Linked DNA regions of Mus musculus: all the other regions are linked to region 1. The links are chromatin contacts, called in public Micro-C and promoter capture Hi-C maps. All regions are on one chromosome and are shown on one strand. The core of a region is the stretch at or near the end of the contact, and the rest is flanking DNA. Distances in the headings are between cores, read along the strand shown. Region 1 holds the start of Cdan1 (congenital dyserythropoietic anemia, type I (human)). Region 2 holds the start of Jmjd7 (jumonji domain containing 7). Region 3 holds the start of Catsper2 (cation channel, sperm associated 2). Region 4 holds the start of Ckmt1 (creatine kinase, mitochondrial 1, ubiquitous). Region 5 holds the start of Ehd4 (EH-domain containing 4). Region 6 holds the start of Map1a (microtubule-associated protein 1 A). Region 7 holds the start of Trp53bp1 (transformation related protein 53 binding protein 1).

Evidence for each region. Promoter capture Hi-C pulls out the DNA fragments that hold promoters and counts their contacts. Hi-C and Micro-C count contacts between places; a contact is called where the count stands out from the background. Capture Hi-C pulls out chosen DNA fragments and counts their contacts.
Region 2: a contact with region 1 is called in a promoter capture Hi-C map of liver, with 2.5 times the contacts expected there. The contact joins the promoter of Jmjd7 here to the promoter of Cdan1 in region 1. A contact is called at or near these places in 2 of 39 promoter capture datasets (hippocampal neurons and liver), 2 of 115 datasets of contacts at active chromatin or transcription factors (cardiomyocytes and double positive thymocytes) and 1 of 9 other capture datasets (liver).
Region 3: a contact with region 1 is called in a promoter capture Hi-C map of liver, with 3 times the contacts expected there. The contact joins the promoter of Catsper2 here to the promoter of Cdan1 in region 1. A contact is called at or near these places in 4 of 39 promoter capture datasets (erythroid cells, hippocampal neurons, liver and 1 more), 1 of 484 Hi-C or Micro-C datasets (embryonic stem cells), 1 of 115 datasets of contacts at active chromatin or transcription factors (kidney) and 1 of 9 other capture datasets (pancreatic islet).
Region 4: a contact with region 1 is called in a promoter capture Hi-C map of liver, with 5 times the contacts expected there. The contact joins the promoter of Ckmt1 here to the promoter of Cdan1 in region 1. A contact is called at or near these places in 7 of 39 promoter capture datasets (embryonic stem cells, fetal liver, hippocampal neurons and 3 more) and 2 of 115 datasets of contacts at active chromatin or transcription factors (large pre-B cells and pancreatic cancer cells).
Region 5: a Micro-C map of embryonic stem cells shows a contact between it and region 1, with 5 times the contacts expected there. The contact joins the promoter of Ehd4 here to the promoter of Cdan1 in region 1. A contact is called at or near these places in 1 of 39 promoter capture datasets (hippocampal neurons), 1 of 484 Hi-C or Micro-C datasets (embryonic stem cells) and 1 of 115 datasets of contacts at active chromatin or transcription factors (embryonic stem cells).
Region 6: a contact with region 1 is called in a promoter capture Hi-C map of liver, with 3 times the contacts expected there. The contact joins the promoter of Map1a here to the promoter of Cdan1 in region 1. A contact is called at or near these places in 5 of 39 promoter capture datasets (the 3T3-L1 cell line, hippocampal neurons, liver and 1 more), 1 of 484 Hi-C or Micro-C datasets (embryonic stem cells), 2 of 115 datasets of contacts at active chromatin or transcription factors (embryonic limb bud and large pre-B cells) and 2 of 9 other capture datasets (adipose tissue and liver).
Region 7: a contact with region 1 is called in a promoter capture Hi-C map of pre-B cells, with 3 times the contacts expected there. The contact joins the promoter of Trp53bp1 here to the promoter of Cdan1 in region 1. A contact is called at or near these places in 3 of 39 promoter capture datasets (liver and pre-B cells), 2 of 484 Hi-C or Micro-C datasets (embryonic stem cells and pre-B cells) and 3 of 115 datasets of contacts at active chromatin or transcription factors (astrocytes, bone marrow-derived macrophages and pancreatic cancer cells).

What each region holds. Positions count from the first base shown.
Region 1 is chr2:120,729,422-120,733,156 of GRCm38.p6, forward strand. It overlaps Cdan1 (congenital dyserythropoietic anemia, type I (human)), which reads right to left and starts at 2,096. Exons shown (of 28, transcript NM_026891.2): 1 at 1,991-2,096; 2 at 1,281-1,771; 3 at 878-1,084; 4 at 509-678; 5 at 268-381; 6 at 110-188. The coding sequence starts at 2,080. Ttbk2 (tau tubulin kinase 2) reads right to left here. Exons shown (of 16, transcript NM_001024856.2): 16 at 3,395-3,735.
Region 2 is chr2:120,025,394-120,029,128 of GRCm38.p6, forward strand. It overlaps Jmjd7 (jumonji domain containing 7), which reads left to right and starts at 2,090. Exons shown (of 8, transcript NM_001114637.1): 1 at 2,090-2,183. The coding sequence starts at 2,120. It overlaps Mapkbp1 (mitogen-activated protein kinase binding protein 1), which reads left to right. Exons shown (of 30, transcript NM_011941.3): 30 at 1-2,010. It overlaps Gm28042 (predicted gene, 28042), which reads left to right and starts at 2,090. Exons shown (of 27, transcript NR_104353.1): 1 at 2,090-2,183.
Region 3 is chr2:121,411,683-121,415,417 of GRCm38.p6, forward strand. It overlaps Catsper2 (cation channel, sperm associated 2), which reads right to left and starts at 2,110. Exons shown (of 13, transcript NM_153075.3): 1 at 1,734-2,110; 2 at 468-608. The coding sequence starts at 606. It overlaps Pdia3 (protein disulfide isomerase associated 3), which reads left to right and starts at 2,220. Exons shown (of 13, transcript NM_007952.2): 1 at 2,220-2,523. The coding sequence starts at 2,357.
Region 4 is chr2:121,356,837-121,360,571 of GRCm38.p6, forward strand. It overlaps Ckmt1 (creatine kinase, mitochondrial 1, ubiquitous), which reads left to right and starts at 1,774. Exons shown (of 9, transcript NM_009897.3): 1 at 1,774-2,165; 2 at 2,743-2,941; 3 at 3,109-3,204; 4 at 3,720-3,735. The coding sequence starts at 2,014. It overlaps Gm33947 (a long non-coding RNA gene), which reads right to left and starts at 1,983. Exons shown (of 2, transcript XR_374934.4): 1 at 1,346-1,983; 2 at 979-1,079.
Region 5 is chr2:120,152,466-120,156,200 of GRCm38.p6, forward strand. It overlaps Ehd4 (EH-domain containing 4), which reads right to left and starts at 2,110. Exons shown (of 6, transcript NM_133838.4): 1 at 1,775-2,110. The coding sequence starts at 2,010.
Region 6 is chr2:121,287,649-121,291,383 of GRCm38.p6, forward strand. Map1a (microtubule-associated protein 1 A) reads left to right here and starts at 1,954. Exons shown (of 7, transcript NM_032393.2): 1 at 1,954-2,224; 2 at 3,072-3,173. The coding sequence starts at 1,987. It also overlaps a transcript of Trp53bp1 not described here.
Region 7 is chr2:121,269,612-121,273,346 of GRCm38.p6, forward strand. Trp53bp1 (transformation related protein 53 binding protein 1) reads right to left here and starts at 1,796. Exons shown (of 28, transcript NM_013735.4): 1 at 1,661-1,796; 2 at 913-1,097; 3 at 608-698; 4 at 293-377. The coding sequence starts at 1,667.

The DNA of each region.
Region 1 (3,735 bases), core at 846-3,345:
GGTTACAGGTAAGGTCTAGGGCAACTGTATCTATTAAGCAAAGGCATGCACATCCCACACGGCTAGAAACAGACATATAAGACTCAAATGTCACAGCTAGAAAACTCACTGAAACTGATGCTCCAAAACTTGCACTGCAAAGAAGACGCAATCATGGATGCTACGAAACAGGGGAGTGTCCAGGGAATCTAGGTCAACAACAAACCGTTAGTTAAGAACTGTCCCACCTGCAAACATCATTTCTCAAAGTGAGACTTGCTTACTGACCTAGGGCACCCTGACTTGATTCCAGGTCACTGTCCTTGGTGGCCACCATTCTCCGAGCAGTAAGGAGCTGAAGGACGAAGAAAAGCTCCAAGAAAAGGTTTGGTACTAGGTTCTCTGTTTATAAAGAGAAATGCCATACCATCGTACCACTGACAAGCAGGCCAAGGCTCTGCGCCTCCTCTACTCTCTTACTCTGTAGTTTGCAAGCATATCCACCGCAGCCCCCTTTGCGCTCACTCACCAGCAATGCAGGAGGAGTAGATAAGGGCTACCAGCTCCAGGCGCTGTCGAGAAGACACTCTGGCCGGGTCGGCAGGCTCTGCGGTGAGGTTTCCTGTCCTGCTGGGAACCGGAGACCCCGATTCTGGGATGGGAGAGGCTGGGGTAGGTGACTGCTGGAGTTGCTTGGTGCTATGTGAACAGGAGGAGATGTCATGATTAATCAGCCTGGCTTTACCAGCGACATTCACATTCAGGTTCTGCCAGAGAAGACATCAACAGCCCAAGAAGCAAACCCAGAATCCCGAAGGGAGAAATCAAGTTCAGGAAAAATCCCTGCAAGTCCCGCATAAGGAGGAAGTTGACATCCCAGGTGGCGGCAAAGCCATACCGCGCCTTCCTGAGCATCTCCCGCTCCTCTTGCAGACTTCTGCACCCTGGGGGAAGGCCAAGGCCCCAAGGGCTAGTGTCCAGGGTTGAGGGTTGGGAACTGGGGACACAGCTGATTGGGGGTGAGGTGAAGCAGGTCTTGGGCTTGGACAGTGACCGCTCTTCGCTCACCGGAGTTGGGTTGATCCTTCGAGAAGGCTTCGTTCTGCTGAGAGTAGTCACAGTTTTTTGTTTTTTTCCAATTTTCTATCTTCAAGCATCATTCCATCCATAACAGTTGGGCCCCTTTTAAACCCTCCCCCATTGTGGTTTCTTCACCCTCAACCTTCTAACCATCGCGCACTCTACTGTGGGGCACCAAGCTCGGCTTTAGCGAACATCTTGCAATAAGGACCGATTCTCACCCTGCAGAGCCCGGAGGAACGGTGCCTACGGGAGGGAACTCCTCCAAGTTGCTGAGGTTTGGCGGATCAGAGAGCGACAGTCTGGGGCTGCCAGGGCTGCCTGAGCCCTTAGGCTTCCGGCCTCCGGCCCAAGGCGGGCTCTCGCCACTCGCCCCCTCCTCCGCGGCCCCGGAGCCCCGACCGCCTCGTTCGCGGGACGGCCCCGGTCCCGGACCCCGCCTGCGGCCCGCACGGCGGGCCAGAGGTGCCTCGGCGGCGGCGCTGAGGGGCTCGGCTGCAGGGAAAAGCTGGCTGCGCGCCCCACGGCCACCCCGTGCCGGGGCCCCCTGCCTCGCTGGCAAGGCTGCCGAGGCGACTGGGGTCTTGGCGGGGGTTGAGGGGCCCTGCGGGAGGACCCGGCTGCTCTGCTCCCTCAGGAAGTTCAGCAGGAACGGCACGAATTCCTTCCGCAGAGGCCGAAGTGCGCTCAGAGCGGCCACCTCGGAGCTATCCTGAGGAAGAAGCAGAGGTCGCGGGGCGAGAGCGTCAGCTGACAGCGCGGGCCGTCAGCGGCTGAGGCCGCAGGGTGGGCGGCCCGGCAGCGGCGCGCAGAGGAGCGAGCGCCCTTGGCGCGGGCCGTCAGGCAGGGCAGGCTGGGAGAAGGGACTGAAGCATCATCCCCCGCGGGAAGCACATTCCAGGCAGGCTTGAGGGCGTGTCCGCACTGTTACCTCCGAACTCGGGGTGCTGCGCGCGATCCACCGCACGGCGGCTGCGACCGGCACCTCTTCGCGCAGCAGCGACTCTAAAACGGCCGCCATCCCTGTGCAGGCGCTCTGAGGCTACTGAGCAGGCGCACTCGCGCCACGGGCAGCCGGGAGGGGCGGAGCCGGCGACCGGGATCGACCGTTGGACGACGGGGCGGGTCCTTGAGGGGTGGGGCTCTGGCGGCCCGGGAAGATCTGCCCAGCCAGCCAGGCCTGCAGGGCGGCGAGGCGCCTTTCTCTGATTTCCTGGCCCCTGGAGCAATGTGATAAGATGAACTGCCTGAGGAGACCCGGGTCTGAAAGAGGGACCAGACAGGAAAAGTGACCAACTCTAAGAGACCAGCCTATGAGACCAGACACCTGTCATAAGCACAGCCTTAGACCATGACTGTAGAGCTTTTTGAGTCACTCCCTCCTCAACCAAAATAAAGTGAGTAACCTTGTGTTTTGACCTTTTTGTTTTTTCTGAGACATGATTTCTCTGTATAGCCTGGCCACTCTGTAGACCAGGCTGACTTCGACCTCATAGATTATCTTGCCTTTGCTTCCGGAGTGCTGGGATTAAAGGGGTGCGCCCGGCCTACTTAGCTCCCCACCCCTTCCCCTCTTTTACTCAAAAGGCTGACTCTTTACCATTGGCCAACTTTTTCATCAACTGACAATTGAGGACAGAGTTCATGCTGAGGCATGTTATAAAATCATCAAATGTCCATCAGACTTGTATTGAATCCCTTACGTATTGTATTAAAGAGTTTACAGCAGGGGAATATCTCAACTTCTTTTACTTGAGAGGTCAGGATTCATGATTAGCTTCTGGAAGAGTATGGCATTCCTAGACACACTCCCCCGACCCTCCTCCACACACACTGGCTGGTTAACCCTCTGGCTACACTTCCTGTCAGGTCCCTTATTTTGAAAAATATAATAGGCTTTCGGATGATACTCCTTAGTAAAAGGAAAGAAAAAAAAATCAAGATATAGGATCTATAGTTTCCTCCAAAACAAAGTAGCAGTGTATTGGCCCTGTGTTCCTCTCATTCAAAGGAAGACCACTTGGTGATAGGCAGTAGATGGAGCAGGAATCCCTCTAGCATACTGCCAAGGAGAAGAAAAGGGAGTTTTGAAAACTTAATTCTGTGCTGGATTTAGTGGATGCTTGCAATCCCAGTGCTTGGCAGGCAGAGACAGAAGAATATCAAAGTCAGCTTGAACACGCACGTCAGACCCCTGAACCCTGGTGTTCACCTAGCGTCTAAGTTAGCCAAAATGGCCTTCTCTTGGTTGTCTGTCACTTCTGTAACACTTTAGTAGTTTAGGAAATAGTTTTCACTTTTTGAAATCCAAACCATCACACAAATAGCACTAAAGTTTGCATGCGGACTGAATGTTTTATTACTAGATTATAAAAATAAAATACAAAATAATTTTAAAACAGAACTTAAAACACTGTACAAAGCTTTAATATGGTACAAATGAGAAAATTAAATAAATAATTACACTTTTATGTACAGATGGCCTATACAAAAGCACTGCATGTTTTTCAATACTCTATGCCCATGGTTGCCTGAGCAAAAACACATAAAGGGAAGATGCTTGAAGGAGAAAGGATACAATGTAACACATTGAAAAGAACTTCAAAGAGCAATTTCGCATCTCATTAAGAGGAGGACAGCAGAACATTGACTTATTTCTCTTGTTCAGTAAGAGAA
Region 2 (3,735 bases), core at 840-3,339, 700 kb before region 1:
AAGAAAAGGTGGGAATGTCTGGAGTGGACAGCAGTGATCAGTGTTGAGAGGCAAAGCAGCCTTCCCAGCCGCCCTCATGGAGCCCCTGTATTTATTAATTTATTTCCCTGACTTTGCCTCACTTCCTTGGGACTCCTGCCTCTAAAGCCCAGCCTGGGGCTCACAGCAGGGCAAGTCTTGAGTCTACATCATCTTGGTGCTGTGAGGGGTAGGAGGGCAGCCTGCCTCCCCTGGGGACATCGGGAAGGGCTGGCCTTCTCTTCTTAGAAGCCATTTGAAGTTTCTGCAGGGATGAGCTCCCTGGGGCGGAGCATCCACAGGGTACTCTGGGATAGAGATGAAAGGTAATGTGGTATTTAGTGTCCTAAAGCCAACTGTAGACCTTTACCTCTACTCCCACACCAGCTGCACTCCCCTGCCTGCCAGAGCAGGGGTAGTTTCCCCCCAACTCCTGGCAGTGAGACAGCTGCCTGGCCTCCAGGGTATTCCCAGCCATTAGAAAACTTGAGTTGGTATCAGGAACTGAGCCCCCACATTCCAATCCCATGTTCCCTGCAAGAGAGCCCTAGTGTTTTTTCTGGCCCCATCCCTTTTCCCCCTTGTGGAGCTAGTTGTGGGATTTTTGCTGCAGGACAGTGAAACCCCTCTGCTGGGCAGACAGCAAAGCCTGGCCTACTTTCCTCAGCCCCTTAGGCTTCCTTGTTCTCTATCCCTGGTCCCCAGCAGACTGTTGAATCCCTGGGGACCACTTTCTCCCTACATCCTGGGCAATGCGCAATCAGAAACCTGTATTGGGAGTACCCTTATGGTTTACAGGGCACTGGCCCACCTTCCTAGAACCTTGGCCACACACACACACACACACACACACACACACACACACACACACACACACACACACACACACACACACACACACAAATCATATGCACAGTTGAGTGCTCATTTTAGAACACTTGCCTGGCTGGTATGCACCTGGTTTCCTCACATTTTTGCCTCAGCGTCACTAGCCTGGATTAATTGGAATTCTGATCCAGAAACACAAAAAGGGATGGGTACACTAAACACAAAAAGGGATGGATACACTAGACTGAAATTCTGGAGTTGTGGTGTCCACAGCCAGGCTGACCGGAGATGGCCTATGGGTCACCTGGCTCATGGAGGAGGCTCTTTTCAAAGGCAGTATTGAGTGCCCAGAAATACTGGACACTGGAGATTGTGGAATGAAGGCACTGGGCAAGAGACCACTGGAAAAGTAATAGCCGGACAGGTAGGTGGCAGAGGTAGGGATAGAGTTAAGGTAACGGTTAGAGAGTAGCAAAAAGAGAGAGAAGCTGTATGTTGGAAGAAGTGGTGAGGTGGTTGCAGAATTGGAGTGAGTATGTCTTTGGGCCTGGGCCCTCCTTTCCTCTGCATCAGGGAAGGCAGAGTAGTGACATTTCACCAGGTTTAGATAACACAAACCTGTCGAAACCTCAACGCCACTTCCCAGCTCTGAATGCAGAGGCTAGCAGGAAACTAGGTTTAATGGGTGCTTAGCTTTGTTGGTTCAACCTGAGTGTTGAGTATACCCAAACCATGTGAATACCCAAACCATGTGTTCCCATTTTTCTACCACACGCATAGTCAAACTCCTAGCCCAAAGAACCGAAGCCACTTGAGGTGGGCCCCTTGGCAGTGTGGGGGTTAGAAGTCGGCCCACTGCCCTGACCTCCACCAGGTTTTAGAGGTCTTTATGCCAGCCTGCCCTTCTAGAGAAAGCGCCACTACCCTGCATGGGTGGGGTCTTGTGGCCTGTGGCACTTTGTCCTCTTCTGCATGTCTGAGGCCACTGGCAATTGCTGCCCATGTCCAGATTTGTCCTATCCCAGTTTTGAAAGCCCCTTATTTATAACTTTTATACTGTGGCGCCTGTCTCCTCCCCGGCTGTACGGGGTGGGACTGTTTTAACGTTTCGTTTGTACGGATGTATGAAATTGTCAATAAACACAATCATTTGTTAACCTGCTAGCAAATTCTGAGAAGAGCGCCGCTTGTTGCACCTCCTAGAGGGCGGAAACGGGGGCGGGGCTGCGATCCTGGAGCGGAAATAGGGGCGGGTTCTTGTCCCGCGGCCGTCATGGCGGAGGCGGCTCTGGAGGCAGTTCGGAGGGCGTTGCAAGAGTTCCCGGCGGCGGCTCGCGGTGAGTGCACTCTCACAGGCAGCAGCGACCGCGCGAGGACAGCGCGGAGGGAGCCTGGGCACCCTGGAACTCAGTGTGCATGAGTGTCCGACCGGTGGCCACACAGTTTTGTGTGTACCCTTCTTTAGCTGGCGGACGGCTCCTTAGCTCAGGATCGCACGCCTGGCTGCCTTCGTGGGGTGCAGTTGTAGTTTTCAAGACCCAGCACAGCTCTGACGGTAGTCATGGTGCCATTCTCAAAGCCAGCGGGGTGCTGAGTCCCCGTGCGCTGCCATGCTATACTTTCACCTCAAACATCTCGGATGCTGGTGGGTTCTGAGGAGAGAAGCAGGCGACTTCCCTCGTTCATTCAGACTCCAAGCTTTGAGGATTGTAGGCAGCCGCCCAGTTGATCTTGTGTGTTTCCTTTCTTCTTCCTCTGGTCCTCACTACCCCATCATTAAACAAGCTGGAGAGATGGCTAAGTGGGTAGGTAAAGCTCTTAAGCACATGATGATCTGGGGTCACATCCCCAGCACTAACAGAAAACACTGGGTGTGGTGATGGTGGACTTCTGATGGGATTCCAGAGGTGGGAGGGAAAGGCAGGAGGACCCCAGGGGCTCCCTGGCCTGCCAGCTTAGCAACTGCTGAGCTCCAGGTTCAGTGACTTTGACTCAGAAAATAAAGTGGAGAATGGTATACACCTAATGTCAACGGCCTCCACACATGCATACACAGGCACACACCACACATGCGCACACCCACACACAGAGGGAGAGCAATTGATCAAGCACAATTTTGTCAATTTACCGGCTGTGTCACACACAGGTGGTTAGAGCAGTATTCTCAACCTATGAGGTCGAGACCCCAGAGCAGTCGCATGTCAGATATCCTGAACATCAGACATTTATCTTGTGACTCATAACTAGTAAAATCACAGTTATGAAGTAGCAACGAAATGATGTTACAGCCTAGGGTCACCACAACATGAGGAACTGTCTTAAAGGGTAGAGCATTAGGAAGCACTGCCCTGGAGGACGGTTGATGGGTCAGCTAAACCCTCAGAGCGGGTGTGCCTGCTATATCCAGGAAGCAGTGTGGACTGAGCTTGGAGCAGACTTTGTGTTTATGTTTATTTTTGTCAGTCAAATTCTTAACAGAATTGCTGGGTCAAAGGAATTGTTTGAAGTTCATTTTGAAGCTTTAGGGGAGAAAAACACCCACCCTCTAAAGGAAATGGTGAGCAAATAAAACCAGCATAATTATAGAAAACCCAAAGGCTGGAAAAGGGCAGGTTCAGGTCAGGTGATGGTGGCCCAGCACTCAGGAGTCAGAGGCAGGAGGATCTCTGTGGTTCCAGGCCAGCCTGGTCTGCAGAGTGAGTTCCAGGACAGCCAGGGCTACACAGAGAAACCCTGTCTCGAAAAACCAAAAAAAAAGAAACATGAAAAAAATACACAGGGTCAGGTAATGATAAATCTGTGGAGAAAAACTCGGCAAGGAGATAAAGATTGTTCCTAACAAGTGACAGTTTAAAAAGGGATGGTCAGGAAAAGAAGCCTGACATTGGA
Region 3 (3,735 bases), core at 860-3,359, 680 kb after region 1:
ATTGTTCTCAACCAAGGATGGCCTTGAATTCCTGGTGTCTCCTCCTCCAGAGTGCTGGGATTCACCCATACCTGGTTTCTTTCTTTCCTTTTTAATTTTTTTCTTTTTCTTTTTTTCTAATAGTTGTGTATGTGTGTGTTGTGTGTACATGTGTAGGCCAGAGGACAACTTTTGGGAATCAGTTCTCTCCTTCCAGGTAGGTTCTGAGAATCAGACTCAGGCTATCATTATTAGCTGCAGGCACCTTTACTCTTGCCGGCTCTAATTTTGTTTGCTTGTTTGTTTCATTTTGTTTTCTGAACCAGGACCTGGCTATGTAACCCAAGCTGGTCTTTATTATTTAAAGCCCAAGTGACCCCGGATTCAGTCATGGACCGTTATTCCTGGCTCCACCCTTAAGTATGTCTCACTTTCTCTTGAGGATATGGACAGGAATATCACGTTTAGTGTGAATGAGGGTTACTAACCAAGTATCTCCCGGAGAGTGTGCCTTGGTACGGCTTGGCTCAAGCCCTGCAAATGCTCTATGAGCGAGAAAGTGTCAATGAGCTTTGAACGGATAGCATCAGCTCTGAGCAGCTGGAAATGTCCTTGTTCTTGTGCCATGTCTGTTAAGAAAGTAGAACCAAGGATGTCATGCTTAAGAATTATACTACAATTAGCAGGCTCTCTCCTCCCCCAGCTTCTTTGCCTTTTAGAGATTCAAGAAGCCCACACAAAAAAAGCTATGAGCAGTTAAGAATAAACACATTGAAAGACTCAAAGGTATTTTGTTGTTGTTCGGTACGGATTTTGTTTTTCATCTAAGCAAAAGACATAAAAGTCATAAGAAGCTAGGCAGTGGTGGTGCACGCCTTTAATCCCAGCACTTGGGAGGCAGAGGCAGGCGGATTTCTGAGTTAGAGGCCAGGCTGGTCTATAAAGTGAGTTCCAGGACAGCCAGGGCTGCACAGAGAAACCCTGTCTCGAAAAGCCAAAAACAACAACAACAACAAAAAAAAAACAAAAACAAAAGTCATAAGAAATATCTTCACAGCTAACTAAATATTCGGGTTATTTTCACTTTCTGACAGCATTTGTAATTAAACACTTCTTTTTGAAAATTAGGCTTAAATGTTAGGCAGGTGGCCCATGGCTTGGATCCCAGCGCTCTGGAGATAGAGGCAGGCAAATCTCAGAGCTCAAAGACAGCCTAGTGAAGGACAGCCAGGGCTACACAGAGAAACTATCTTGAAAAACAAACAAAAATCAGTTTAAAAGGCAGGCAGTGTAGACAGATATTCCAGTCTCAAGAGGATGGTGGATCTCTGTTGAGTTCCACATTTGCCTGGTCTATATAGTGAGTTCCAGGGCAGCCAATCCTCCTTGCCTCAAAAAAAAAAAAAAAAAAAAAAAAAGGTGAAAGCTGAGCCTGTGCCTATTAGTACGTAGTGCACACTATCAGTCTCAGCCACTCGAGAGGCTGAGGCCAGAGGATGGAAAGTTCTAGACCTTCGCGGATTACAGTATGAAGTCAAGGCCAGCCTGGACACCTTGGTGTGAACATGACTCAAAAAGTCAAAAGAGGACTAGGGATGTAATCCAGTGTTGGATCACTTGCCCAGCAATGTGCAAGGTTCTGGGCTCAATCCTCAGCTACCCACCCTCTCAAACAAACCAACAAACAACAATGGGGGGGGGGGGAGCAGCAGGCAGGGAGGGCAGAGGCCTAAGGCTGGACAAAGAATACAGACCTCACGTGGACCTGACAAAGCAGGATACGAGGTAGGGCAGCGGCAGGATGTAGACTTACTACGCCCTATAATTGGACAAAGCAACAGCCTGACATTTGGAAAACGTGTCGCGGTGCGCTCAAGTGCGTGCGCGCCCCAATGCCCCGGAGGGAGGGAGCCGGACAGACAGCTCAAGCTCCCCTCCAGCCCTTTCGCGGGCCTCACTTCCGCCCACTCAGCCCTGACTTCACCCCTCCGCCTTCCGCGCCGGCGCCCAGAGCTTCACTCCTCCCCAGCGGGTGGCGCTCAGGGCCGCTCCGGCTTCGCTGAGCCCCCTACTTCCCACCGACCCCCCGTCCAGGCCTCCGCCACAGCCAGACCGGCGGGCGTTCGCCTAAGCGTCCGCCCCGCCTCGCCCCGCGCGCCCGCCAATCGGCAGTTACCAGCTGTTCCGCCCGCCCGACGCTGCGTGACGCAGCCAATCGGCGGCTGCCACACTGCGGGCCCCGAGCAGGCCTAGGGGGTTGGGACCTCGGCAGCGGGTCTGCCCGGGCCAGACGCGCGAGCGCAGGCAAGCGGCTGCAGATTGCGGGCTCTCCCATCTCATTTCTCCGGTCCCGGCCCTCCGACCGCGACCCGCCGCCATGCGCTTCAGCTGCCTAGCTCTGCTCCCGGGCGTGGCGCTGCTGCTCGCCTCGGCCCGTCTCGCCGCCGCCTCCGATGTGTTGGAACTGACGGACGAAAACTTCGAGAGTCGCGTCTCCGACACGGGCTCGGCGGGGCTCATGCTAGTCGAGTTCTTCGCCCCCTGGTGAGGCCACTTTGCGGGATCAGGGCCGGAGGACCGGCTGGGCGCGGGAGCGGTTGGGCCTACGCAGCGCGGGCGCCCTCCACTATCTAGCAGGCCTGGCTGCGGCTGCCTCATTGCCAGTCGGTGGGGAACCGGGAGGCGCTCCGCCCGGGGTGGGGGGTGGGGTGAGGACGAGGTAGGGTGGGGACGGGGGCAGATCCGGAAAGCAGAAAGCCTAAACTCCAGGGTAGGGCCACGTCCTTACCTCCGCGTTCTTGCAGCACTTCCTATGTGGAGGGTTCTCCCATCCCCTCCCCCTCCGGTCTATCTTTCAGTATCTAGGTGAGTCAGTGTATGTGTCCCCAGGTCTGCAGACAAGGCTGGCATCCCAAAGCCTTCAGAGAGGAGGCAGAGGTCCTCTTTTAAGTGGTGAGGTTCTGGGGTTTTTTTTTTTTCTCTTTTTGTCTCCACCCCATTAGAGCCATTGGTTTCTAACCAAGGTCACTCTGTAGCTGCAGAAAGATCCTAAGTGCTTTCTTGAGACAGGCCATTAGTTGGTTCATGGCATGGCTTACACTATTTTACATTAAGCTGCAGAGGCCTCTTATTAAAAGAGTAAACCAACAAGAATTATTTCACTAGGACCTATCATAATTTCAGTATTAAATAATTCTAGAAAATGATAACATTCTGGATAAGAAAGTTACCACTGCTTAACCTAAGAAAAGGGTAAGTTCTATCGAGTGGGTGTGACCCCAAATAAAAACTTTGCTTGGGAAGGGAGAGCAAATAGGATTTCTAGTTTTGTCACTTAGAGTAGTGGATAGGATAATTTACCAATTATTTATTACAAGGGCATACAGTTTAGAGGATGTCAATATTTTTTCCCTCCTAGCACAATGACCCTTAATTCAAACCTGTTCAAAAGTATCAGTAAGACAGAGTGTGATAGTTACACTGTAACTTACCTTTGCTTCTGACCCAGTGGGATTGTTAACATCTCTAGCTTCTCTGACTTAGATGGTCACACTCAAAAGTCCTGTAGTGAAGACTGCCTAAAGAGGCAGGAAGCAAATTGTGTTTCAGTTCAGGCTTCTGTGGTTGACAGTCACATTGATTACACATTATAGATAGCATCTATATGTCTCTAGAATTCGTGTTCTCTCCGAATTTATCATAGTTACATAATGGTGCTGTTAACTGAGGGGGTGTCGCTTGGGTCTGGCTTCTTTG
Region 4 (3,735 bases), core at 524-3,023, 630 kb after region 1:
AGGCATTTTCCAAATTTGAATGACTTCTCTGTACCCTGGCTGCCTTTACTTCTTCTGTTAGCCTCTCTTCCCACACCCCACCTCCTGAACACCTTCTCAGCCAAATAATAGCCCAATTGCTCTCGAAGACTATCTCCTCCTTTTATCTGGGTAAATATACACCATCCCAAGTAATTATATTCACTTACTCATACCTACTCCTTAACCTGGATAATGAACACCCACAGCACAGGTAACATTTTTTTTCCCTCTCCAAAAATAAGGAAGTTCCACCAGTAGATCTCTATTCTTGGAAAATGTGTTATTTTACCAAGAGAAGAGGCTTAAGTAATGGAGCCAAAAGTGAAATGGATTCTTTCTAAGGATACTCACCAATGAGAAAGGTCAGAAAGGAGACATATGGGGTGGGGACTTGAGGGAAATAAAGGAATGTATATTAGTTGGGCCAGTGGGGATTATGAAGGGTAATTCTTTTTCCCAAGTACTTTCTTACAACTTCCAAATATCTTACTGTCTTCTGGAACATCAGGAAGCTGAAGGTAGACATATTAATGGCAATATGTCTGCTTTGCTTTGGCTGGCCCTCCGCACCCAAACCTCAGGTCTCTATCTCAGCTTCAGCTTTCATTCCCCTTCCTGCACTAATAAAAGTCAAGTTGCTCCTAGCCCAGCACGTAGCTGTGGAAACAAACCCTCTTGAGTCTGAGTATGCACTTCGCAAAAGAGAGAGCGGACCAGGAAGAAGACAGAGACTCCCTGATGACCTTATGCCCTTGGATACTACCAGCCTTCACACTCCAGATTAAACTGCCTTAGCAAGCCAAGAGAGGAAGCACGAGTGGTTCGGGAGACCTGTGCCTGCCTGTTCCATTCCACACCCAGTCATCTCACCACACCCTCCTCCTCTCTTTATATTCCCCCTCCAGTCCAGGAACTGCCAGCTGCAGAGAAGAAGGAAGAGAAGGAAGAAGAAACTCACCATTCCCTGCCCAACCCCAGCCCCACACCCAGAGCAATCAACAGGTAGGCTTTCAGACACTACTCAGGAAGAGTCCTTCGAACAGCAAACAGATTTAAGCCTGGAAAAGAAGAAGAGAAATAAAAGATCAAAGGTGAAGCAGGGGTTAGAGTAGAGGAAAAAAAGAAAAAAAAAGCAGGTCCCCAATGAGAGGCAGGAAATAGCCAAGCTGAAGACTTGGAGGCAGTGAGTTTGGGAGACAGAATAGACAGGATAAGAGCCAATAGCTTTCTGATTCTTAAGGGATCCTTTCTCAATCTTATTAGGAAAGCATAGGTGTAGCTGGGAGTTCCCTGGTGCTCTTCCTGGTTCTTAGGGGAAGGTGACCTTGAGGCTGTGCTGTCTTTCCCCTGAGCTCGCTCAGTCTTCCTCCTCTATCTGTTTATTCTGTGGTTTTCCTGCGGCTGACTCTCCTGGGGAAAATGGAGAGATGGCGTGCAGATCGAATTCAGAAAAGAGGCTGGGCAATGTCAACCTCCCCACCCCCACCCCTAAAACCCAGAAAATAGACGGATTGGGTTTCAGATTTAAACAGAGAGGGTATGAAAGAAGGGGGGTTTCAGGTTCGGGAATCCCTGTGGTGCTGTCCTCTACTTAGTGCTGAAATCTGACCACCCTCATCCTTGGTGGGCGTCTGTCTCCAGCCTCAGGGAGTAAATCTCCGGTCTTCTTAATTACCTGGCTAGTGCTACCCAACCCCACCCCCGCACACCTAGCGCGGTGGCAGGCGGGAAGGCGGAGCCTGAGTGAGCCCCACCCCTGGAGACTGCGGCTGGGGCCTCCCTCTGCTCTGGCTGGCTCCTTGCTTCGCTGCGCTTCTCCTGCAGCCTGGTAGGCACCGGCTGCCACTTCAGCTTCAGCCTTCATCGTGACCCCTATTTTGGCTCCAGTCTCCGACCCAGCTCCGTCCTCTCTCTACCCGGTTGCATCTTCCCTCCTAGTTCCTGACTTGCGCCAGATCCTGCTCTGAATCTTTGTAGCCGCATCCCCAAGCCATGGCTGGTCCCTTCTCCCGTCTGCTGTCTGCCCGCCCTGGACTCAGGCTCCTGGCTTTGGCTGGAGCTGGGTCTCTCACCGCCGGGATTCTGCTCCGCCCGGAATCTGTAGGAGCTGCCGCTGCTGAACGGAGGAGACTGTATCCCCCGAGGTATTAGAGCCTGAGATGCACGAGGTGGGGGCTGGGGGTGGTAGTGGTGGTGATGGGAACCGAACAGGTAGAGAGGATAACCTGAGCAAAAGATAGGCCTCGAAGATGGATTTCCTGTACAGTTTGGAGATCCTAGCCCTGTAATGGAAGAACATGTCTAAGGACATGTCACCCGATGTCACTGCCTCCACACCAGCTTTACCTTTGCAAATTCTAGGTTCACCCACTGCCCAAATCCTTTTTGGATGACTAGAAGCTTTTTTTTTTTTTTTTAATCTCGACCTATTCTCCTTGTTCTCCCGAATTCTCCTGAGTCTCTCCCCTCCCCCATCTCTAATGTTATGCTCACTAGAGAAAAGCAACTCTGTAGACAAGGGGGAATTGAGGTGTTAGAACTATTAGGAAAGAAAAGACCCTGGAAATCCCTGAAGAGATTATCAAGATTTAGCCTACCTCTAATTCCCCCTCCTTCCAATAAGCAAAGCCAGACATGGCTCACTGGACAGCTCCCAGCTGACATCAGTAGGTCTAGGCTCCTGTGCCCTCCCTCCATGGTTACTGGGTACCCCCTTCCCAGCGCTGAGTACCCAGACCTCCGAAAGCACAACAACTGCATGGCCAGTCACCTGACCCCAGCAGTCTATGCACGGCTCTGCGACAAGACCACACCCACTGGTTGGACACTAGATCAGTGCATCCAGACTGGAGTGGACAACCCTGGCCACCCCTTCATCAAGACTGTGGGCATGGTGGCTGGAGATGAGGAGACCTATGAGGTAGGGGGCCCCTCAGAAATCCCAGTTCCTTCCTCCTAAAGATCCCTCATGTCTGTTCCCTCAAGACTCTGGATTGTCTATACTCAAACGTTCTGATCCAGTGATATCAATCTACAACTCAAGTGTTTCTTCTTTATAATCGCCTCTTCCTCTTAACTCCTTTTCAGGTATTTGCTGAACTGTTTGACCCTGTGATCCAAGAGCGGCATAATGGATATGACCCCAGAACAATGAAGCACACCACTGACCTTGATGCCAGTAAAGTGAGCCAAATGTGACACTTCCGATATGTGCAGCCTTGTGCACAATGTTCTGTATCTCCAATCATTACACCTTGTTTCCTGACTCAGGGTTAGACTGCTGAGCTTTGTATATTGATAAGAGAAAGAATTGCATATCTTGAAGTATAGCAGATAGGAGGACGTAGTGGATAAGAGTCTGGATAATGGAGTTGAGGAGAATCTGATCAAAGTACAAAATGGTGAAAGAATTTTTAAGAAGTGACTATGTCCTGGCTGGGTGTGGTGGCTCACACCTGTAATCTCAGCTCTCAGACGGCTCAGAAGAGCCCTCCTCCCTCCACCAAAAAAAAAAAAAAAAAAAAAAAAAAAAAAAAAAAAAGGCTGTACCCAAAGTGAGAAATGTGGAGAAATGACCACAGTGTTTTCAGTTAGCATGCCTGTCCAATGTGTCTTCCTTCTGGCACCTGCTTTATAATCCCCAAGAGTTCCCACCTGCTGTGTTTCTATGATTTATAGTCATTTCTCTTATTCCTCAGATCCGTTCTGGCTACT
Region 5 (3,735 bases), core at 860-3,359, 580 kb before region 1:
AAAAAAAAAAAAAAAAAAAAAAAGAAGTAGAGCCATGAGTCAAATCTCAGAACCTGCCTTTTAGCCCTCTCCCACAAAGCTTCTCAAAACTGAAGCACAGAAGAATGAGAATATAACAAAATAATATGAGGCGGGGAAAGAGGATTGCTCCACCTTCCTGAGAATTGCGTTGTACTCTCCTACCTGAGGCTTGTTTACGAGTCAGGCTACAGTCAGAGGAATGCACTGTCTTCAGGCTAGGTCAGTACAGAATCAAGAAAGGCTCCCTAATTATGCATAGGTACCGTGAGGCCCATGGCACGTACAGGAGGAAATGGTGGGACTGCTGTGTATCTGCCACCAGTACATTTTAAAATGCTATACTCTTATTGCTCTAAGCTTAAAAGTTCTCTCTTCACTCCTGTAATATTATCCTGATAATTCACAACTGCGACTACCAAGACCTTAATGTACCACCTGCTTGCCATTTATTTTGTTTTTGTTTCCTAGGTTTTGTTGCTGTTCTTATTGCTGTTGTTTTGAAGACGGTCTTTTGTTGTCTAGTCAGGGTTATCCTAGATTGCGTTATGTAGCCCAGGCTGGCCTGGAAGGCAAAATAACCATGATCCAGCTTCCCCAGTCCTTGGATTACAGGCAAGCACCATCTCAACTAGCCCTTTGCATCTGTCAGTTACTGTAATATTTCTAGGTTCATTTCTGAGTTAACATATTCAACACTGTTTTCAGCTAATTTAAAAGCATTACATGAAATAATTTCAACATTATTTTCCCCCTCTCTTCGTTCACATTTCAAACTACAGTGTATTGCCTTTGTTGAGTTCATTCACAGTGTATCTACAGGCCTGGATTTAACATATTTCTTGTAGTGACAACTTTTCTATTTTTTTGGAACTCTTTAGGTCACAGGAGGGGAAAAAAAGGAGGTCATACCTAAAAGAAATGGCATGTCCCCAAGACAGATGCAGTTTTCTGAACACCTGTTGAACATCAAATGATGATGAGTGTTCTAATTCCAAAACTCAGGATCCAGATCTTAAATGTTCAGTCACTTTGCTTCGTCTGATAAGGATTTGAACGTCGATTCTTCCCAAAGATAGGGAAATAGACGCCTCATTTAAAAAGCAGTCCGTTTCATTGTAAATTATTTCTCATCGAGTCACTCTAGAGGAAGCTGTGTGGTTGGAACTGCAGGGCAAGCCGGTTATTGCTTCCGGAGACAGAGTGACCGTGACAAATATTTTCAGTTTGTCAAGGGTGAAGAAATGGAAACTAGCAAACAGTAACCTGACACTCCCCTTCAGTCCACAGGCTGGTGAGGCAGCTACACTGTAGGCTAACTTCCTATAGACCATAAAGCTGGATGATAGCAGCCCCGCCGCTGTGGCGGAACGTGGCACCTAGGGCATGGCAATACTCCTACTGTGGCATTCACTCATTCATTCATTCGTTCGTTCGTTCATTCATTCTCACTGTGCTGGAAGGTTACCTCTCCACCTAGGAGCCGCATTCCTTCATTATCACTTTCAGCACTAGGTTGCACTAATGATGAGCCTTGCCTTCTCTCCCTTTCCTGCACTCCCAGGCCAGGGTGACAGGCTCAAGGAAGGCCTTGGCAACAGCAAGGAAGGGGCTCGCAGCGCGCTGGGGGCCGGTCTCAGGGGAGGGAGCCTTGGGAAACGGGACCCGGGAAGGCGACGGGCCACCAAGCTCGGAGTGTAACCTGAGGGCAGGCCGTGCGCTAGCGGAGGGGTAGCGAGCCGACGAGGCAAATTACCTGATGAACGTGGTCTTGCCCGTGCTGTACTGGCCCACCAGCAGGATCATGGGCTTGTTTTCGAAGTCGGCGTCCTCCAGCGCTGGCGAGTGAAACTCGTGGAAGCGGTACGCCTCCTCCAGCGGCAGCACCTTGCGCTGGTACAGAGAGCGCAGGCCGCCCGTCACCGTCTGCACCGCGTCCATGCCGCCCGAGCGCTCGCGCCCGCCAGCCTGCCGCCCCATCCAGCTGAACATGCTGCCGCCCCACAACTTGCCGCCGCCGCCGCCGCACTTCAGTAAGAACCCCAGAACCCGCGTCGCTCGCTCTCTGTGCCCGACAGTAGCTCTCGCCGCCGCCCGCTCCTGGGTCCGCCCCCTGCCGCAACGACCAATCATCAGCCGCTGCGTCACGGGCGCGCGCTCATTATTCAGCAGCGATCTCAGGTCCTTCCTCATTGGGCGTTTGCCAGCGACTGGGTGGAAGCTCTAGCCAATGGAAAGGCGATCCTTGAATTATTGATGACGGCATCGGTCTAGAGGGCTGATCCCGGAGAGGGTGTAGTCCAGGCGGGGTGACACAGGCGCGTCTACCCGGGTACATCCTTCTGGCCAGGTGGCGTTGGCTTCCGGGCAAGTCTGAGCTGGCAAGAATGAACCACCGGAGGCTGTCCTCCTGGAACTCGACTCATCCCAAGTCTCCGGACGTGGATACTGGGGACAGAAAACTCAGAAAGTTGACAGACAAGTTCCTTTTCCTGGGGCAGGTTATTGCCCTGTTTACTACTGTCGAAGATACTCAGGCTCACCGATATAATTGGCAAAAATTGGAGAGAAAATGGACTTCAATCTATTTGCGCAGACACTTCTGCCTCCATTCAACTCTGGATCAATTAAAGGCCTCTTTCTGCTAGACACTAGTAGAAATAATTGACCATCACCTGTGTATCCTAAGCGAGAAATAGTGTTAGCGCATTTTCAGTGTGGCCAATGAGGCCAGCTGCATAGGAATAACCCAAGAGGCTTGTTAAAATGCAGGTCTCTAGTTCTTGATACAGACCCACCAAATAAAATGTTGAGAGATGCAGCTCAACAAATGCCTGCAGATGATTCTTGTCTGCATAAAGTTTGGAGAAAGATTGTGTGGGAATGACTTCTTGAACTTGGTGGAAATGCAGAGCTGATTCAGCAAGTAGTTGTAAAATTGCATTTTAAAGATCGTTCAGGTGTTGCCAGTGCAGCAAGGGTGGTTTTGTTGTTGGTGGTGGTGGTGGTGGGGTTTGGTTTGGTTTGGGTTTTTTATTTATTTGTTTATTTTTATTTTATTTTATTTTATTTTACTTTTATTTTGATTTTTCAAGACAGGGTTTCTCTGTGTAGCCATGGCTGTCCTGGAACTCATCTGTAGACCAGGCTGGCCTCGAACTCAGAAATCGGCCTGCCTGTGCCTGTGCCTCTGCCTCTGCCTCTCTGCCTCTCTGCCTCTCTGCCTCTCTGTCTCTCTCTGCCTCTCTGTCTTTCTCTGCCTCTCTGTCTCTCTCTGCCTCTCTGTCTCTCTCTGCCTCTCTCTCTCTGCCTCTCTCTCTCTCTCTGCCTCTCTGTCTCTCTCTGCCTCTCTCTCTCTCTGCCTCTCTCTCTCTGCCTCTCTCTCTGCCCCTCTCTCTCTCTCTCTGCCCCTCTCTCTCTGCCCCTCTCTCTCTGTCTCTCTCTCTCTCTGCCTCTCTGCTTCTCTGCCTCTCTGCCTCTCTGCCTCTCTGCCTCTCTGCCTCTCTGCCTCTGCCTCTCTGCCTCTGCCTCCCAAGTGCTGGGATTAAAGGCATGCACCGCCACTGCAGGGCATCAAGGGTGTTTATGACAGCTTTGTTCGTCACTAAAACTTGGAAACAACCAAGATGGCCTTTAGTAGGAGAATCACTAAACTATGTATATCCAGACCAAAAGCTGCTGTCTCTAGGAGGTGAACTTATTAGTGAAGTTTCTAGC
Region 6 (3,735 bases), core at 704-3,203, 560 kb after region 1:
TACTCCCTGGTACTGTAATGACTATAATGGACACATCACCCAGAAGAGAATGAATAAGAGATACCTGGAGCCAATCTTTCTATGACCTTGTCTGCCTTTGGCAACGGGACCACTGCGTAGTTATACAGAACACATGTGTGATTTTTTTTTAGCACCATTACAGTCTGCATTTGCAGCCATTAATTACTAAGACTTGATTATAGCAGGATCTAAAATCAGAGTCCTAAATTTCGGCCCTACTGACTAATCTGAGTGTGATTCCTCCTGTACCATTTATATCTATTGTCTAACCTCTGCTAGCCTTAATGGAAGCTGACTCTGTACTTAATTGCTGCTGTCCCTTAGACAGAGACCCTCTGCTGGTCTAAAGGCTCATCTCTACAGTTGCTATGGAAACTGTCCCCTTGCTCCACTCTGGCTTCCTGCCACATATGCCACTCTTTATGATTGTAGTAAAGGCCTGCACATTTTCCCATGCCATTTTCCAGATTCGGGTTTGCAGCTGGCAGTGTATGGGAAGAGGCACCCTACCATCTGATGTCCTGAGAGTAGTTTTCTTGTCTCTGCTACAGAAAGGATTTTCATGGCATGTCCAAAGTACTTACAGTATGGACTGGATGGTTAGGTATAGTATGTTTCAAGATAGGGCTAAGATTTCTGTGAGGTACTTAACAGTCAGAACGTGGTTCACTGGCAGGCTTGAGGTATCAGCTATTACCTCTTTTCTATCCTTTTAAGGAGTAGGATTTCATGTGTGCACATGTGAGTGCAAGAGGACAACCTGGAGTGGTGTCCCTCAGACACCCTTTTCTTCTTTGTACTATAGATACCAGGGTCTCTCAATGGTATAGCTGGCCTGCGAGCTTCCAGAGATTCATCTGTCTCTCCCTCCTAGTTACCATCTCTGCGATTCCAAGTGCTCACCGCTGTGCCTGGCTTTTTTTTACAGTTCTGAGAACCTGAACACTTGCTTGCCAGGGAAGTACTTTACCAACTGAATCATCTCCGTAGCCTTTCTTCTCTTCTACCATCTCCAAAGTGCAAGGTAAATGGAAGAAAAAGCAAGTATAACTGGAGCCTAAACACAGGCCTTCTCTCTGATGCACACAACAGAATGACTCAGGGTAAGATCAGCTGTAGTGGTGGAGAGTCTTTGAAGAATGGGGAGTTGGGGGTTCAGCAAGAGAAGGGGAGAGGAAGGAAAGGAAGGGATGGAGAGAAGGAGAGGGAAAGACAGAGAATATTAATTCAGTTCTGTACAGTAATTACATGGTCTCCTAAATTTATCCACTGTGTCACATCCCTAGTAGCTGGGAAGTCTTTCCTGGGTTTTACTCAAATACTCTTTGCTGCAGTCTGAGCTCATTGCACTCAGCAAATATGGAGACTAGCCAACCACTATCCTTGGAATAACTACTCTCCAGGGACTCAGGGTAGGAAGGTCATCCTGTCCCCTCCAATACTGCGCAGCCTGATTGACCACGCCCGGAGCTCGGGGCAAGGACGGGGAAACCCAGGTTGGTAACCTAGACCCTGGCATGCAGCGAGGCGGGGGGAAAAATAGAGACAACGATAATTGCCAGATGGAGACCACGATAGAAACCCCGAGACAGCGAAGGGCAAGATGGCTCCCCAAGGTTCGAGAGAAGCTGCGGAACTGCCTCCCACACTGTGCTCAACGCAGACACAGCCTAACTAGATGGATGTTGTTCTCGCGCCTTGGACTCCGCCCTCGGCTGGGTCTCGCAGAACCCTTACCCTGGCTCAAGTCGGAGAGGGGCACTTGGTCAGGAAAACTGCAGGTGGATGACTGCAGCCACCACCCATAGCGGCACAACCACCGCATCCCCGCCCCGCCCCTGCGGCGCTTCAGCCCCGCCCCTAGAAGGCAGTGACCAATGAACGGCTCCTGCCGCCGGCCTTTAAGAACCGCGCGCACTCTCCCCGCAGCGGACGCAGCTAGCCTAACACTCCGCGGGAGTTTCCATGGCGACCGAAGCCGGGACCGCGCGGCCTGGCAGCGTTGCCATGGAGACAACTCCGGAGCTGGGGCTCCAGAGCCTCGGTGCACCGCCAGCTCAGAACCCGGCGGAGCCTCTTTGCGAGGCCGGTGCCGCGGTAGCGGCAGCGCGCTGGGACCTGCGGAAATACTCCTTGCTCATCGTGATCGGCGATATCGGTACAGAGAGTCAGCTGAGGGCCGTGCGGGCCCACCTTGAACAAGGTGAGCCGCTCTCCTGGCTTTTACGCAGTACTCCATCCATGCCTCTCCGCCATCTGCATTCATCTCCCAGTGCACATTTCTGTCTCCTCTATCTCTATGTGCACTTCCCGAAACCTGCGACCCTGTCACCTGCATCTTCCATGAATGTGCCTCTGTCCTCTCGAGCTGCCAACACCTTGCTTGCCCATCCTTTCTGCATACCCCATTCTGTTCCGCAGTGTCCCGGAGCAGGAGCAGGAGAAGCTCCGTGGAGACCCTGGGGTCCCTCTGGTCACACCCCTTTCCCGAAGCCACTGGACCATATATCCGAAAGTCCTCATCAGACCCTGAAAAGTCCATGTCCCTACCTTACAATTTCTTCTTTAGGGGAGGTTTTTGAACGCGAGGTACACATCTCAAATCTCTGAATGCTGGCAGCCAAGTTTAGAGAGTGACCTTCGTGGCTCTGCAGCTCACCTCCCTCAGCCGTGCCTGTGGCGCAGTGCTGCGGAGCCACCTGCGGGTGGAAGCAGGGGATGGAGGCAAGGGAGGGGGCATAGGAGAATCTAGAATCTGATTTAGCAAGAGGGATCATTATGGAAACCTACAGTATATGGAAATAGACCCTTGCGTGTCACTTCTACCGTAACTGTTTTGCCTTGAAAAACAAAAACTCCAAGCTCATTTATTAGTAAGCCCATTCTAAACTCTGCTCTTTGCCCTCTGGAAAGGGGAAAAAGCAGGTACTAGCTATCCTTCTTGGAGGCATCACCTCCCATTTCTTTCCTCTCCCAGGAGCTTGGCAATGCTTTCTGTGGGTGACTTTGACTAGAACCCTCTTATTTTTTTTCCCCCTTTTCTTTTACAGGGATTCTCTCCTGGAATATTGACTTATCATCCTTTGACTTGAACCAACAGTTGAGACTCTTCATTACCCGGCACCTAGCTCACTTCTCCTCAGAGGTCAAAGGTTAGGACTAGGGTTATTTGTCTCAGTCCTTTGGGTCCAGTATCCAGGCCAGAACTGGCCTTATGGGAGGATTGGGTAGGTAAAAAGGGAGGGACTTTTGATGGCTCCACAGCTATTTACACATGCTGTGGATAATGCCCAGTACACACTGCAACCACTCAATATGATGGTAGAGCATAATTTTGTCAGGAAAAACGTTGTTGTACACAGCAGCTGACAAGCACTAAGAAAGTGATCAAACCACTCGCAGGTAAAAGCTTTTCCTCTGTGTTCCCTTTCTGCATACCCCAGCTTTCTTGCTTCTCTTTATAAACATCCCAGAATGCCTCATTCACCTCCCCAGACCCTTATTTCTCACAGCCCACCTTCCAGGATTCTTTTCTGTTTCCTCCTGGCTTAGCCAGCAGATCTTCAGAGCAGAACAGAAGGCTGCCACCTAGGGCTGATCAGATCAGCACCCAGGGAGCCAGGCTGGGACAAAGGTCTCCTCGATTTGTGAGGCTTGATTCTGAGATCAGGTCTGATGGGTGGGAGAACTCGTCTAGAAATGTGCGATAAAAGC
Region 7 (3,735 bases), core at 546-3,045, 540 kb after region 1:
TAACACAGAGGACACCACCATCCTGATATGCATAAGACACTGTAAAACTTGAAAACTCTTTAGGGTATACATTACAATTTGAAGTTGTAGGAGTTGAACGAAGTGTTACTTCACAAAAGAGATCCCAGCTCTCAGTCCTAAAACAGAACTACCTATAGAATCCCCAAATCCCACTCCCCAATTCACAAAACAAGATTAATATCTTTATCTTTGGGATGAATCAGCAGGTACAGATAAGAGTCGATCGAATAGTAAATTGAAATCAACTCCTTTGACTGAAACAATAGTTTACCTGCTTGTCCTGTTTGGCTGAGGTAACCGTTCAATGACCTGACTGATGGAACCACTGGTACCCAAATGAGAAGACTCCACAGGATCTGAAAAAGACAGAAGGAGGTGGATATTAGCACAGAAGACATTTGCCATCAAATTTTAATACAAATTGAGAAATGGAGGCAACACCAAACTAATCACGGGTATCCAAAGGCTTACTGAACACTAGATAACAAACTAGGCTTCCTTACACATAATCTCAACTGCATGTTTAAATCGTTCTGCCCCCACAGGACCTTAAACACTGCAGAGAGCCAAGCCTTCAACTGCTCACCTGAAGCTTTCTTTTCTTTCAGATGTTCATTGAATGAGCTATTACTGTCTCCTTGTTCTACAGCAGATTGTTCCGGATTTGATACAATATCCTAGAAAACATGAGCACATAAGATCCTCACAGTACACAAAGTAGTACAACAGGGACCTTTCTGTGGGTGAGAACACGTTGATTTCATTTTTCGTTCCCCACCAACTTTATCCAAAAGCTAACAATCAACTAAACACGTTAATTTTCTGGGTTAGTTTGGTGTAGGGGGGTCAGAAAAAAATAATAACTTGAACAGGGCATCATCACTCACTCACCAACACGGGGTTCTCTTTGTGCATCTGCAGATTAGGAAGGTGTCGAGATAGCACGCTGAAGTGAGAGCCTGCATCTTCTTCCAGAACCTGGCTTTCAGGCTGAGAATCTTCTATTATCAGGCAAGGAGTGTCTTGCTGAGAGAAATCTGAATCCAATTGACTTCCAGTAGGGTCCATCTGCTCCCCTGGAATGGAATAACAAAAGATCAGTTCGAAGAGTAACCCTATTGAGCTTTCCACACACAATCTGAGACTAAATAAAGGGGCGGAAGTGTGAGATCGAGAAAGGGACCATTCTAGGGCTACCCAGTAGCCCACATTTGCAATCGCTCTTAGCACTTTCTCAGCCATCTCCCCAGCCCTCATTTCTCCGTTATTTACCACCGCGCCTCTGGATCCTTCGATCTCCCCCTCCCTCCCTCCTTTCTCTTCACCTTCCCTCAGACACGCTTCCTTCCTCACCTCTTCTCCCCGCCCCTTTCCATCCCCCACACAACTCTCCCCGCGTTCTGACGCCACTGAGCCCCGGGAAGACCTCTTCGCAACCCCGGCGGGCGGGAAGCCCACGGCCCTCATGCGGCCTCAGGACCACCGCGGCGGCTGCCTCCCCACCCCCTCCCCGGCCCTCCAACCCCGTCCCCGTCACCGCCGCCATGCTTGCCACCCCGCCCCCTCCAGGCGGCCAGCCCTTCAAGCCCGCCACCCGGGCCTCTGCGGCCCGCTAGCTCGGCTCCGCTCGCAGCACTACCTGGCATCCCGGCGAGAGGTGCCTCGCGCTGGATCTAGAGGTTTCTGCACGCTGCCCAGGCCCCTCCAGGTCGATCCCCAGGTCGCCACTGTCGCCACCGCCGCCACTGGCCGCGAGCTCCCCCTTTTCCCGTCACGTCACGCAATATCGGATCGCCCATTCGCTGCTGTTGTCTGCCACTCAGGAAATCCTATGGATGATAGGTGGCTGAGGTGAAGTGCCCGCCCCCAGCGTAAGAAAAGGAACACGGCGGCGTGTTTCCATGGTAGCATGGACGTCGCAGGCCCTCCCCCTAATACAGCCAGCATGACAGTATCCTTGAACCGAAGGGACATTAAGAGGGCATGAAATAAAAACCCCTGCCTGAAGGACGGGGGTACTCACTACTCACACTTGAGGGCTTCGGCCCCTTCACTGACTTCCGTGGAAAAGGAGAGTCTCCTGGATTTTCAAAGAAAGGGCAAAGAGGAGGAGAATTGAGGAGAGCTAGTACTTCTGAAATGGTGAAATGGAAGAGAAGCCTCTGTGGGGTTTGCCAGTGTCGATCAGGATCCCATTTGTAGACCTCTGCCTGAATTTAAAGGCTTCCGTTTTCCCACTCTATGTCTCTGGCAGTTTTGATTTTGTTGTTTTATATTGTCTTCGTGTTCCCACTCCCTTTCAAGCTTCCCTATTTGTCTCTCTCTGCCCTTTCTTTTAGGGAATTGCAGCAGCCCCAGACGCTTTGCACCTCCCATTGAACGAACTGAGCATTGTAATCCTCAAACTAGAAGCAAAGAGAACAGCTGTCACCCCTACTAACTCAATGACCTAAAGGATCCAGGCCCAGAGATTTAATTATCCTAATCATGGTGTCAGGGTCTTATAAAGGGTGTGGCAGCTGTGACAACTATTAATGAACTGAGCTCAAGATACATATGTGGTTTCACTGTCATTTTAATTTAAAGAGCCGTTGGATCTGGGCTAGAATTCTAACCAAGCAGCTGTCAGGAGGGAAAGCACCTAGCACAGTGCCAAGAATATACATAGAAGGCATTAAAATGGAGGCGGTTTTCTCTACTCCAGACTCAGAATTATTTAGGCACAGCCCATACATGATTCTCAACTTCTATAAATGCCCAGTTTAGCACTTGAAATAAGCCAAGCTTAGAGAGGAGCATCCTACCAGCCAATCTCCTCTCTGCTGCTATAAATTACAGTGATCATATTCTCCTAACCCAAAAATCAAAGCATGTTGTCTTCATACGCATTACTTGTGGGAACAAAAGGATCAGCTTAAACGAAATCGCTCTGAAAATTTTAGGATCTATTGTTATAACTAAAATTCCAATCCTAGAATGTTTTACAAGTAGAGCAAAAATGACCCAAATCACAGAGACACATCTTACCTCTTAATCCTAAAATCATTCATGATTGACTCCTGAGTTTCTCTACTGAGTACTAGACATCAAATCAATGCAATCAAAAAAAAAAAAAAAAAAGACCCCACCTCAAGCCGACCTCAACTATAGCAGAGCACTAAGTGTATCAGTCTGCTTAGCTTGAGAGGAAGGAGACCAACTAGGTCTAAGACTGGGCAGACTGAGCTGACTCCCACAGAGCCCTCTCCTCAGGGCCACCATGACAACTGCAGCTCTCTTCCCCTAGAGAGACATAGACCCAGGTCTTTCTGATTACTTTGATGTTTTAAAAAAATGTGTTTGTCAAAATTCATAAAACTAAGCACTGGAAAGATGCTCAGCAGTTAAGAGAACTGCTTGCTCTTCCAGAGGACCCAGGTTCGATTCCCACCACCCACACAGTGGCTCACAACCTTCTGTAACTGCAAATCCAGGGAATCCCACGTTCTCTTTTGGCCTTGATGGGCACTGCATATACATACAGCAAGCAAAAACTCATACAAACCAAATAAAAATAATTCTTAAAGGAACTTCAATTCATAAAACTAAGAAGGACACATTAAATTAAGATTAAGTAAATGAACCTGAGCCATTCCCACTACTAACTAAATCAAGAGATTTTAAAAATTAAAAATACTGGGAAGAAAAACTGAACTCCTTGTTAGTGTGGTGATT